Linked DNA regions of Sus scrofa: region 2 is linked to region 1. A link is a contact called in public Hi-C data. All regions are on one chromosome and are shown on one strand. Each heading gives the region's core, a stretch centred on a gene start, on an enhancer-like site or on the middle of the called end of the contact. The rest is flanking DNA. Distances are from core to core; before and after follow the strand shown. Region 1 holds the start of COL5A2 (collagen type V alpha 2 chain). Region 2 has its middle 20 kb from the start of WDR75.

Evidence for each region. Hi-C and Micro-C count contacts between places; a contact is called where the count stands out from the background.
Region 2: a contact with region 1 is called in a Hi-C map of fetal skeletal muscle, with 2.7 times the contacts expected there. The contact joins the enhancer-like site here to the promoter of COL5A2 in region 1. A contact is called at or near these places in 4 of 47 Hi-C or Micro-C datasets (embryonic fibroblasts, fetal skeletal muscle and fibroblasts) and 1 of 2 datasets of contacts at active chromatin or transcription factors (skeletal muscle).

Annotation. Positions count from the first base shown.
Region 1 is chr15:93,755,183-93,761,430 of Sscrofa11.1, reverse strand. COL5A2 (collagen type V alpha 2 chain) reads left to right here and starts at 2,741. Exons shown (of 54, transcript NM_001105289.1): 1 at 2,741-2,946. The coding sequence starts at 2,850. LOC110257158 (a long non-coding RNA gene) reads right to left here. Exons shown (of 3, transcript XR_002339402.1): 1 at 5,880-6,248.
Region 2 is chr15:93,957,858-93,964,105 of Sscrofa11.1, reverse strand. It overlaps a transcript of COL5A2 not described here. Among named protein-coding and RNA genes, the nearest start is that of WDR75, 20 kb to the left of the region's middle. Within about 2 kb of position 3,810, at least 26 of the 83 cell types and tissues checked have an H3K27ac peak or open chromatin away from gene starts, as enhancers often do. A contact at or near this core is called in fetal skeletal muscle and skeletal muscle, where this site is marked.

The DNA.
Region 1 (6,248 bases), core at 1,492-3,991:
ATTATTACACTGGATTTGTGACAGGTTTCTGAGCTTCCCACTCAAGCACTGAAACCTAGAATCAGTTCTTCGAGGACTGAGAAATAGTCAAATCTTCTGGAATTAAGCCACATCTACTAAACAGACATGGTCAACACTTGTATGTGTTTTACTCTTTTCTGAAGTGTAATATAAGATCCTAAAGCCAAACACAGAAGAAAAGCCCAAGGCACAAAGCTTGCAAGGATAAGAGAGAATGCTAATTTATCTCAGTTCTCTTGAAAATATTTGCTCTGCCCTTATCATACCATGTGCTTTTTGTATGATGGTAAGAGGAGGCTGAAACAGGAAGACACTGTGAGAGGTTGCCTTACAGTTAGATTTTAAATAACTGTATTGATAAGCTGCTTTAATAACAGATACTAAGATGCTGATCTGAGCAAGCACTGTTTATATATACTGATTCTGCTGCAAGTCCTGTTATGTTATTATCTCTGTGCCCTCAGCATCCAGAATACTTGAGAATTGCAGATTCTCCATAACTGTCTTTAGTCTCTGCGGTCCAGTAAAGATTCCACATAAGATGCCTGAAAATTGTACCAAGCCTTTGGTATTGGTGTGTTGATGGCTAAAAGCATTTCAAAATAGAATAGAAGTGACAAGCAATTGGAGTAAATTTTCTTCTCTGCATTTTCCTGTTTTTCTTTTCAAATATTTAGCAAGGTGTTTTTTCCAAGTCCTCTGTCAGATATTCTAGATAGAACTAGTAGAAGGGTGAGTTTTGGTCCTTACTCGGCCCATTCCTTTAAATGGGAGCAGGGAATTTAAGTATTATGTTGATGGAAGTAATTGAAACAGGACATGTCTAAGTGAAAAGTTAGAGGGTACAGCTGCTTGGAGACCTGACTTCCTCTGGAATACTTCTGCAGAGACTCTAACTCCAAAGTTAAAATTAAAAGGTAATTGGATACTTCTATTAAGAAAAGTGATGATAATGCTTCACTTATCTAATATTATCCTATAATCTCTCTTTTCTCTGAATTTCTACTGGGCTTAAGGTACCCCACATATATTTATGTGCTCTGGCTTATATTTCTAGTTTCATGAAAATTTCTTTTCTTAGTGTCTACATTAGTGTTCCTTGGAGACAGTGGGCATGACTTTTACTTATTTATTTATTTTTTTGCCTTTTACTTTTTTTTTTTTTTTTGTCTTTTTTTTTTTTGCCTTTTCTAGGGCCGCTCCCATGGCACATGGAGGTTCCCAGGCTAGGGGTCTAATCGGAGCTGTAGCCATCAGCCTATGCCACAGCCACGGCAACGCGGGATCCAAGCCACATCTGCAACCTACACCACAGCTCACGGCAACGCAGGATCCTTAACCAGCTGAGCAAGGCCAGGGGTGGAACCCGCAACCTCATGGTTCCTAGTCGGATTCGTTAACCACTGCGCCACGATGTGAACTCCCACCTTTTACTTATTTTTGAATCATCCTCTCCCTCCAGTGCTTAGGACAGTGCTGGCTACCTGATCGCTGTGATCACTGCTGAGTTGTTATAAACCATTGACTTACCTTTCTTGTGTAGAACAGCCATTCTGATTCTGGGTAGACTCAAGGTGGCAAATGTATTATGTGGAACACTCTGGGGTCATTAAGATCTTAGCAAACATGAGTGTGGCACAAAAGTTCATGTATATTGCTCTTGAATGTCACGTGAAACTGGAATACCATATTCCCTGAAAAACTGGGTTTAGGGTTAATAACACCACCATCTACTTTTTTGTATTTCTCTGTAACTTGGAACTTAGTTAATATTACTCATATTATTTTAGTGTCACTAAACCCTGTCCATTGGTCAGGGCAAAGCCCTATTCTCAAATGAGAAAATTGGAGTGCACAGAGATAAAGACTTTGTGTTTACAAAATGGGTGAGTAGCAGAGCTGATGTGTGAAGTGAAGTTTTCTGCCTCCAAATGCAGTGTATTTCCCAGTCCTCCACACTGGCACAGTGGTTTATTTTTCTCCACAATAAAACTCTCAGGAACAAAAGGGATCTGCAGATAGGTTTTCATAAATAATACAGAGAGATAAGAAGATGATCTTAATTAAAAGTATGATGCATCACACATTTATTTGTCTAAAGTAATTTCTTTACCTGGACATTTAACAGTCCCTTCTAGAATCTGGGAAAATAAACATACTGTGACAAGGGGACAAGAATAAATCACACTTAGTAAAAAGAAAGGGTTAAAATTTGATCCTTTGAAAGTTTAAGATGGACGAGAATCCTGAATTATATAGATACCAAAAACTAGGCTAAAAGACTGTAATTCCTCCCTAATGTCTTTTTCAGCTTATAGGGAAAAAGTGAATGGGTGTGTGTCTGGGGGAAGGGTTAGGGACGGGAGAATAAGACTCTAAGACTCTTTCCTTCTAACAGGCTTTTTTTTTTTTTTAAAAAAAAAAAAAAAAGGAACGAGAAACAAACGTTTTTTTCTGCGATTAAGCCATATTTATGTTTAAAACATAAATGAATTAAGGACAGTTAAAGGCACAGGAGGCGCGTGTTCTGATTTGGTTGTTTACCATCAATCAGACCGTTGCTTGGCAGACACTGGATGGTTATGAGCCTGAACAAGCTGAAAAGGGGCAGGAAAAGAAGTGGAGGCAGCATTCTTCCTATTTAAAGCTGCATCGCTTGAAAAAAGTTTTCGCAGACTGTGCCGGAGCTGGTGCTGAAAAAGGGGGTTTGCAGAGGCTGCCCTGGGGCTAGTGCTGAAAGAAGAGCCCGGAGCTGACTTCATGGTGCTACAATAACCTTAGAATCTACTTTTCACTCCCAGGAGGACCCACATGTCTAATATTTAGACATGATGGCAAACTGGGCAGAAGCAAGACCTCTCCTCATTCTTACTGTTTTATTAGGGCAATTTGTCTCAATAAAAGCCCAGGAAGAAGACGAGGATGGTGAGTTTGCCATTTGCCTTTCCTTGTGGTGTTTATTGCATGGTTTGGGAAATAGGTGGAATGTTAAGCCTCAGGAAGAGCATGAAGAGGAGGTTCTGGTTTGAAGTTGAGAAGGGGGCTGACAGATTTGCACCTGGGAAACGGCTCCGAAGACAATTGGGATGTTTGTAAATCCGGAGCTTCTACATCTGCCCCTGGGAAGAGTACACTGCTGAAATATTTCTGGGAAAGCCTGGGATAAGTCCTTTTGCCTGAATGTGGAGAGTGGGACGTTTCAAAGAAAAGAGACTGCTTAAAACGGAGTCCTAAAGGCACTTTTAGTTAGAGGAGTTCTGTTATGTGGGCTGGAGTTTTCAGAGCAAGAAGTTGCCGCAGAAGCAGAGTAGGGTGGAGTCTTTTTTGTACTGAACTTCAGCTGCTTCATAAAATTCTTTGTTTAGAAAAACCTCTGCAGCCACTCTGATAACTGATTTTTCTTTGTCTTTGGATCTTTATTCTTTTCTGTTTACCAACTTTTACGTCTTTGTCTTTCCCATTTTCATTTGTGATCTTACAATCACTTTTGCTTTCTGAGAGACAGTCTCGTTTATATCTCCATGGCAGAGGCTGATAGAAGCCAGATTTCTTATTTTCCCACCCTACTGACTTGATTATCAGGACAGTGGTGGTTCTCTGTTGGATGGCGGAAGGCAGGAAATTGGCATGCCTTATATAATTTATTTATCATGGACTATTTGTATGGATATTATTCATGAGGCACAGGTTTCCTTTCTTCTCTTTCCTTTTTTAAAAATGTAAGACAAATCTTGCCTGGTTACCAGTTTTTTTTTTCCTATGCAATTTACATATGTTAGCGTTAGGTTCTGTGGTTAAGCAAAAATGCTTGGCTGCTATAGAATATAAGAAAATATTTAAACTGGTTCCACTGATTATTAAATCCTTGCCCTCTAGGCCTGAAGTTTCAAATACAGACATGTACTCTTTCATAATAGGCCATTATAGATTTTCATAACAATTTAACATCAAACTCAAGCTTTTAAAACTTAGCACATTTATTGAACTTTTCTGTTATTGTCTTTCATTTATATATTTGTGTATATATACACATATATGTATGTGCAATGTGTGTATATATATATTTTAATACCTGCTTCTGTGTATTTTTTGTTTCATAGATGTTCATTAAAATTAATCTAGACACCTAAGATCTAAAAAACATTTAAAGAGTGAAAATAAGAATCTGGGAAGAATACCCAACAGTCTGTCCAGAGTCCCATAGAGGGGGCACTTTCTAAAATCTTGAAACTTTTTATGTTACTTTTTATGTCGGAAAAAAATGAGATCATTTATAAAAGATAAACTCTTGAGTTTCTTTGCAGTGTTATAAAAAGCATGTGTTGTTTGGAAGGGTTGGGGAGGTAGTTGAATAGGAAGTAGTAGTCAGGAAAGGGAAGAAAAAATACAGAAAAATTCCAGTAGAGGTAGAAAATCTAAATATAAAAGAAATAGTTGACTCCCCTCCCCCCTAAAAACCCCAACAGTTTTAATTTAAAGCTTCATTAATACAACTTTCCTTGTTAACATATTTTAAAATAAATAACTTACATTTATAACATGAAAATAATGGAACATGTGCATAACTGAAAAGGATGTTTCATAAGGTATGTGGAATAGGCCACATGTTAAAAGACTTTCCCAAATACTTATAATTATCATAATACTAATTTATATAAATGTTAAAATTTGAGGCTTGATGCAAAAAGTCCCTGATTCCACACCAACTCACCTCCCCCTCAGTATAACCAAATAGCGTAGAAACTGGAATACTAAACATTAGATTTTACAGAAAAAGGGTAGTTGCTTGCATACGTATTGTGAAAAATAAATTCCTCAGTTTTACTATTCAAACTGTGAGAATATATGTGATAAAAATTCAATACCAAAGAAAACAGTTGTAGTCCTAATTAAAGATGATATAGAAAAGAATTCCAGAATCCAGGATATTCAGAGCTACATAACTTGTGCTGATTTACCATGCATATTTTGCTTTAATTTATGTTGTATGGATACTTGGCAATACTTTTTTCCCCTGTACAGACTTGTTACAAGCTTAACAAAAGTGGTCAGAAATTTGAAACTCCCATGTGATTTTAAATTTGGGGAAAAGTAAGTTCAGGTAAATGCTTTAAAACCAAAGAAATATGTAAGGATACATGTAAAAACATATATGTTTTTCAACTTTTAGCTATAAGTAAGTCATATAACGTCGTATTGACTTTGTATACAAATATGTCCCCTTTTAAATGTATATACTTATTTTCACATGTAAGTACATATTTATAAGCTTTTATTTTTTCTTTTCAAGACTTCAAGGTATATTTTTCTTCTGTTTGACTGTGATTATTTACCAGAAATTTAAAACTTATGTTACATAGTACCTGTCTGATAGAAATATTTGTGAATGATGAGATAAGAGAAAGTAAATAAAGTTTTAGGCCTGTTAGGCCAAAATCAGTACTACTTCTCACTAAATTTTAAGAACTGAATTGATATTTTAAATTTATAAAAATGAGAAAGTTTGAGAGTTCAGCTAACTTTAGTTGAGACTATTAGGTAAAATTAAGTTACAAAAATGAGTTAAGATGACAAAATCAGCTTTTCATGAGTTGTGTGTATGTGTGTGTGTGTTACTTGTGGGGCAGGGTGCTTTGAGAGATTCCCCATTTGTTTTTTGTAGGAGAAAATACTAGTGCATTTGTAGTAACTTTTATATTCCAAAATAAAAGTCTAACACCTAGTGAGCTTATATACATTCTTGTTTTTAGAAGTGGCTACACCTAATCTTAGAAAATAATCCTTGTGATGAATCGTTGATTTCAACAATGAAAGAGAGAAGCAATGGACAGAAGGGAAGGTGCAGAACAGAAACGTACCATTTTCTTTCCAGAGACTATAAACGTCAATGCTTCTCAGAGACCAGGCAGGTAACATCAACAAGTGAAGCAAGCGGGTGTTCGTACATCATCAGGGGATGGTGGGCCTGTGGAGAACTGAAGGTGCATGCCCACTTGAAGGCATTCAAATCTAATGTTTTCAGAAAGTGTTGCATAAGCCAAATGCAATATATCTGGGTGCCAAGTCTGGCTCATGGACCATAAATTTGCAACCCTCTTGTTGCAGCTCTACACTAATATCCTGGACCCAAGCCAACTTCTGCTTGGCTAAGTTGTGAGGGGCTAAGAAGTGAGGGGCTCATGGTCTTTTCTATAGCATAGTCCCCTATATTTTTTATTATATCTACC
Region 2 (6,248 bases), core at 2,561-5,060, 200 kb before region 1:
GTTTACTACAAATGATGTCTATTCTGTTTTATTTCCTCATTTTAAAAATTATGTTTACGAGAGTAATTTGTAATTCATAAAATCTGAATTAAATCAGCTCTCAATTATCAATTATACATGGAGTCATGGAATTTAATTCAATTCAACATGTAGCATGGATGAATTGTCTGAACATAAATTGTATTACTGCATTATACAAAGTGATGAATTTATTTTTTTTCTTTTTAGGGCCACACCTGCTGCGGCATATGCAAGTTCCCAGGCTTGGTTCAGAGCTGAAGTTACTGGCCTATGCCACAGCCACAGGTATGCCAGATTTGAGCCACTGTGACCTACTCTGCCATTTGCAGCAATGCTAGATCCTCAACCCACTGAGCTAGGCCAGGGATTGAATCTGCATCCTCATGGATACTAGTCGGGTTCTTAACCTGCTGAGACACAACAGGAACTCCAAAAAGCAATGACTTTTTTTTTTTTTTCTTTTTGCCATTTCTTGGGCCGCTCCCACAGCATATGGAGGTTCCCAGGCTAGGGGTCGAACCGGAGCCGCAGCCCCCAGCCTACTCCAGATCCTCAGCAACACAGGATCTGAGCCGCGTCTGCGACCTACACCACAGCTCACAGCAACACCGGGTCGTTAACCCACTGAGCAAGGCCAGGGATCGAACCCGCAACCTCATGGTTCCTAGTAGGATTCATTAACCACCGCGTCACGATGGGAACTCCAGCAATGACTTTCTAATGGCTGTTTTTTTAATGGTATTGGCCATTTTTCTACACCTTGGAGTGGAATGAAACTTTTTAAAAAAACCTTTGTTGTATAAGTTTAATTCAGAAATTTGACAATTATTTTCTGAAAAATAAGCAGAAACAAAAACGTATCGAACAATTGTAAAATTGTAATGGTCTAAGGAAATCACTATTGTGTAAAATAGTTCATCTGTTTAATCTTTTGTTTTCACAGGTGTATAGTATATATAGTTAATTTATACTTTCCTAATGACTTACAGTTTTTAAAATTAGTTTTTACAGAGCAGTTTTTTGTTTACAACAAAATTGAGAGGGAGGTATAGAGATACTTTGCCTTTCCACATGCGTAGCTTCCCCCATTATTATCATCACTCACAAGAATGGTACATTTCTTACCAAAATGAACCTGCATTGCCACATCATAATTACCCAATGTCCTAGCTTACCTAAGTGGTTACTCTTAGTGTTGTACATTCTATGGGTTTGAACAAACATATATAATGACATACATCCATCATTTTAATATCATACATAATATTTTTACTGCCCTAAAAATCCTCTATGCTCTGCCTATTCATTTTTCCTTCTTTCTCCCCTCCTGGAAACCACTGATTTTCTTACTGTCTCCATCCATAGTTTTGCCTTTCTAGAATGTCATTAGTTGGAATCATACAATAAGTAACCTTTTCAGATTAGCTTCTTTTGCTTTAGTAGTATTCATATGTTTCCTTCATTTCTTTTCATGGCTTGCTAGCTCATTTCTTTTTAGTGCTGAATAATAATATTCCATTATCTGTGTATACTATAGTTTATTCATTCTACTCACTGAGGATATGACATCTTTGTTGCAAGTTTTTGGCAGTTATGAATTAAGCTGCTATTATATCCATGTGTAGATTTCTGTATAGTTATAAGTTTTCCACTCATTTGAATAAATACCAAGGAATATGATTGTTAGATTTATGGTAACAGTATGTTTAGTTTTGTAAGAAACCTCCAGAATCCAAAGGTGCTATATACCATTTTGAGATCCCACCAGTAATGTATGAGTATTCCTGTGGCTCCACATTCTTGCCAGCATTCGTTGTTGTCAGTGTTCTGGATTTTGGATTTTCAGCTGTTCCGATAGCTGTATAATTTTATCTTTCTCTCTCTATCTTTTTGTTTTTTTTTGCCTGTGCCCGCACCATGTGGAAGTTCCCAGGCCAGGGATCAAACCTGAGGCACAGTAGTGACCTGAGCTGCAGCAGTGATGCCAGATCCTTAAAGAGCTGTGCGTCAAGGGAACTCCCATTTTATCTTTTTAATAACGCATTTTGTTTCCTAATTCAACAAACATTAAATATTTAATATAAGACAATGTCTTAGATCCTAGGGATACAAAGTTAAGACAGTGGATTTAAGGATCTCATGTTGAGGAATATGGACACACAAAGTGATCACTATGTTATGGTATAATCAAGCATCTTAAGAACAGAAGATCTAAGTAAAATATTAGAAATAAGGTTTTACATCTCCTTGGACCCAGTCGTCATCCTTTAAAATATTTATTTATTAATTTCCACCCGCCTGGAGTGATTTACTGGTTGATTTTGGTTTCAGGGCTCTGTAACCTCAAATTACTTACTCAGAGTGAGGGATTAAAGGTTCTGAGCTTGTGATTATTCTCATTTGGGCAATAAATTATTTTCATGTAAACTCACGGACATTCATATGATTATATCCTCAGAGAGAAATAAAAGCATGATATTTTGAATCAATGATCCCTTATGACCTATAGGCAAAAATCTAGGCTTCTTATCTGGCCATGAAAGACTGATGCAACTTGTTCTAACTTATTTTTCTAATGTATATTATTTTTCTTGGCTCTATGAACCTCACTGTGAGTGTAGACCTCCTAGCATTCATTCCGTGATGATTCTAGATCTGTACCTTTATTTAATATTGTTTTCTGAAATGCCCTCTTATTTTCATTCTGCATAACTAATCCTTCCTAAGAGCTTCAAAACTTCTCAGTCTCTTCCACAAATACTCTCATTTGTCTTCTTACTTTCCAATCAGAGCACTTAAAAACATTTCTTTACCATTTATTGCGATCTAGTTATATAATAGCTCTTGAGTTGTTTCACATTAATACTTGATTTTTTTTGTTTTGATATTAACAGATGTATGCCCTCTGAGGGCAAGACGGTATATTGATCTTCTAGATATCATAATGCAATGTTTCCTGCATTGTGGGTTCCTAGTTACTGTATATTGGTTGATGATTCATTAGTATGTAAATTATCTGGGAACAGACCCTATGTTTTAAACGTATTTAACAGTATTAGCATGCCAGAGAACTGATGATAACTTACTAGGTATGAACATTATTACATACACACATACACACACACACACACACACACACACACACACACACACACACACACACACACACACACACACAACCACTGTAAAAATACAGATATACCACATGGTGGCACCAAAGATACATCATTATTTTTGCAGGTTTTATATTCTACTTCGGCCTACAAGAAATTATAATTATACTATTAGCACATTGAAAAATATTTTTAATATCTAACTAATAGGTAATCTTATTGGAATATTATGGAATGAACATTTCTTAGTATAGAAACATTAAAAAAGATCTTTGGATCTTTTAATGTCTTTATTTACAAAAGCATCTCTTTAAGTTCTAGAACTCCTCTATATTTTTTTCAAATTAGATTCCTCTTCCATCACTGTCTTATTTTTCTCTAATAGAAAAACTTTATGAGCTTTAGAAGCTGTTCTTTGACATTTAGGTTTGAGATGTGGTCATTGGTAGCTCACAGTATTATGTTGTGTAGAATGTAGACCTATACAAATTCCAGCTGTTGATGGTACATGAAGTTCTTTGGCAGACAGGCTTCCCAGGCGTGTTGCCTAAGTTTAATTTCCATGTGTAAAGTCATACTTAAAAGTATGTAAACTGAAACAGATGTTTGTACTCTGAGAATGCATTTGGTGCACGAAGGAACAGCTCCCTAGCCTCTTATTCTACCCCCACTTTATTTTGAAAGCCCTTTTGAATAGAAAAGGGCCTCTGGAGAACCATCTAGTGTCTTTGACCCCACTAGTGAGTAGCAGCTCATTCCTGGGAAACAGTGCCCCAAATGAATGTTGGATTTTGCTTTAAACTCCCTTCTTAATAATCGTATGATTTTCTTCCCTTTCCTGTAAGCTTTGTATAGCTATTCTTTAATTAGGAAGCTATTCACTCTAATAATACAAGTTTTCTTAAAACCAAACTAAATCTCACTGATATTATCATTTAATAATAACTCTGAACTTTTATTTTCCTAAAGATTAGCTGTAATAAAGGCAGATCTTTGTGTAGCACCTATGTACCTTCTCACTGTTGTGGTGTCACATATTTAAGTACTGTATCTGAAAGCCTTCGAATAATCTGATTTATGGTGATGATAGTTTATAGGGTTCTAACCCACACAGAACTTGTGCTTCCAATTAATTTTCCAAAAAAGTAGAATTACTTGTTATTAACTACTTTCATTTTTCTTTTTAAAATCTTCCTTCCTGTCTCTTTTCAAAGATACTATACTAGGGTCAAAGAGGATTAAGATAGAACCTCTAGGGCCGCTCCCATGGCACATGGAGGTTCCCAGGCTAGGAGTCTAATTGGAGCTGCAGCTGCCAGCCTATGCCAGAGCACAGCAACATGGGATCCAAGCCGCTTCTGCAGCCTATGCCACAGCTCATGGCAAAGCTGGGTCCTTAACCCACTGAGCAAGGCCAGGGATCAAACCCGCAACCTCATGGTTCCTAGTTGGATTCGTTAACCACCGAGCCATGATGGGAACTCCTAGAGCCTTTCTTTAGGAACATTTAATGTAACTTAGGAAAAAGGCACAACTTAAAATTTTCTAACACCACAGAAGAACCAGCCCATACACTAGGGGAACTAAAAAAGATTTTATAGAGGAGATAATATTGGAGATAGGTGTTGAATGATAGAGGGGAACTCCTCCAGGAAGTGAAGGAAAAAGCAGATTTTCAAGGCAGCAGAATGGAATGAACACTAGTATGATGGGTTTGTGGCACATCAGGCTCTAGCTTGGTTTTCTTATGGATATATGGAGGTAGTAATTAGGTGGCGAGGAAGAATTGAAAGAAGGGGTGAGGACCAGATTTAATTATGCCTAAATGTTTGGAAATACAAATGCAAAGTCTTTTTTTTTAATTACTTAATGAACTTTATTACATTTATAGATGTACAGCAATCATCACAACCAAATTTTTATAGCATTTCCATCCTAAAACCTCAGTGCATCCCCTCACCCCTCAACCTGTCTCATTTGGAAACCATAAGTTTTTCAAATCAAAAATTAGTAATTATAGGAGTTTTTGTTGTGGTTCAGTGGGTTAAGAACCCGACATAGTGTCTGTGAGGATGTGGGTTTGATCTCTGGCCTTGCTTAGTGGGTTAAGGATCTGGTGTTGCTGCAAGCCGCAGTGTAGGTCACAGATGTGGTTTGGATCTGGTGTTGATGTGACTGTAGCGTAGGCCCCAGCTGCAGCTCCAATTTGACCTCTGGCCTAGGAATTTCTATATGCCACAGGTGCGGCCGTAAAAAAGAAAAAAAAAAAAAAGTAGTGATTATAGTTTTAAATTTTTGATATGTTTTATTTGTGATAAAGTTTTGAATTATGTTATTTCAAGGCAATAATATATAACCTTTTTTCTGCATAGTAAAAACTTGATAGATATCTTAACAGATGATGTTCTTAAAATTAGTGAGTACCTGCTACATGTATCAATAAATATGTAAAAATTGACTAGAAATTTATGCAGTTCCATGTATATTCACATAGTTTTTGCTTTGTTATATAAACATTAAAAGCCTCCTTGAATTTGTCTTTATATGTAATTTCTTCAAGTCCATAGATATTTAACTTCTAGATTAAGAAGCAAAACTTAAGTGAAAATATGTGTTATGCATTGTATAATTATAATGCTGTGTTGATAATTAATTGATAATTTGGTCTTTATTAATGGCCAACTTAGATGGCTAAATGATAGCTCTAGTATAGGTTAAATGTAGTAGAAGTTACTTCTGGATAGTATTTTCCTAACAAAGTAAAGCCACATTGAAATATGTGGAGAAACTTATGTTCAAAAAACAAATTCTATGTTATTTTGTCTAGCTTTTAAAATCACTGATGGAAATGTTTCAGGAGCTCTCTGTTTATTTTTATTTTGTTTTTTGTCTTTTTTTGATGCATAATACTATTTTCTATTTTATAAAAATAAGCTGAATTTTCCCACTTCTGCTTTTAGTATTGTTTTATTCCCAAATATACATCTTTTGGTCTTGGCACTGTAGTCTTAGTTACATGGAAATAAATGGTGTTATTTGTGGGACTGTGGTATTTGTTGGGATATATATGGATTTTGGAAGTTTGCCCCAAGAATATTTTATATATCTTATTTT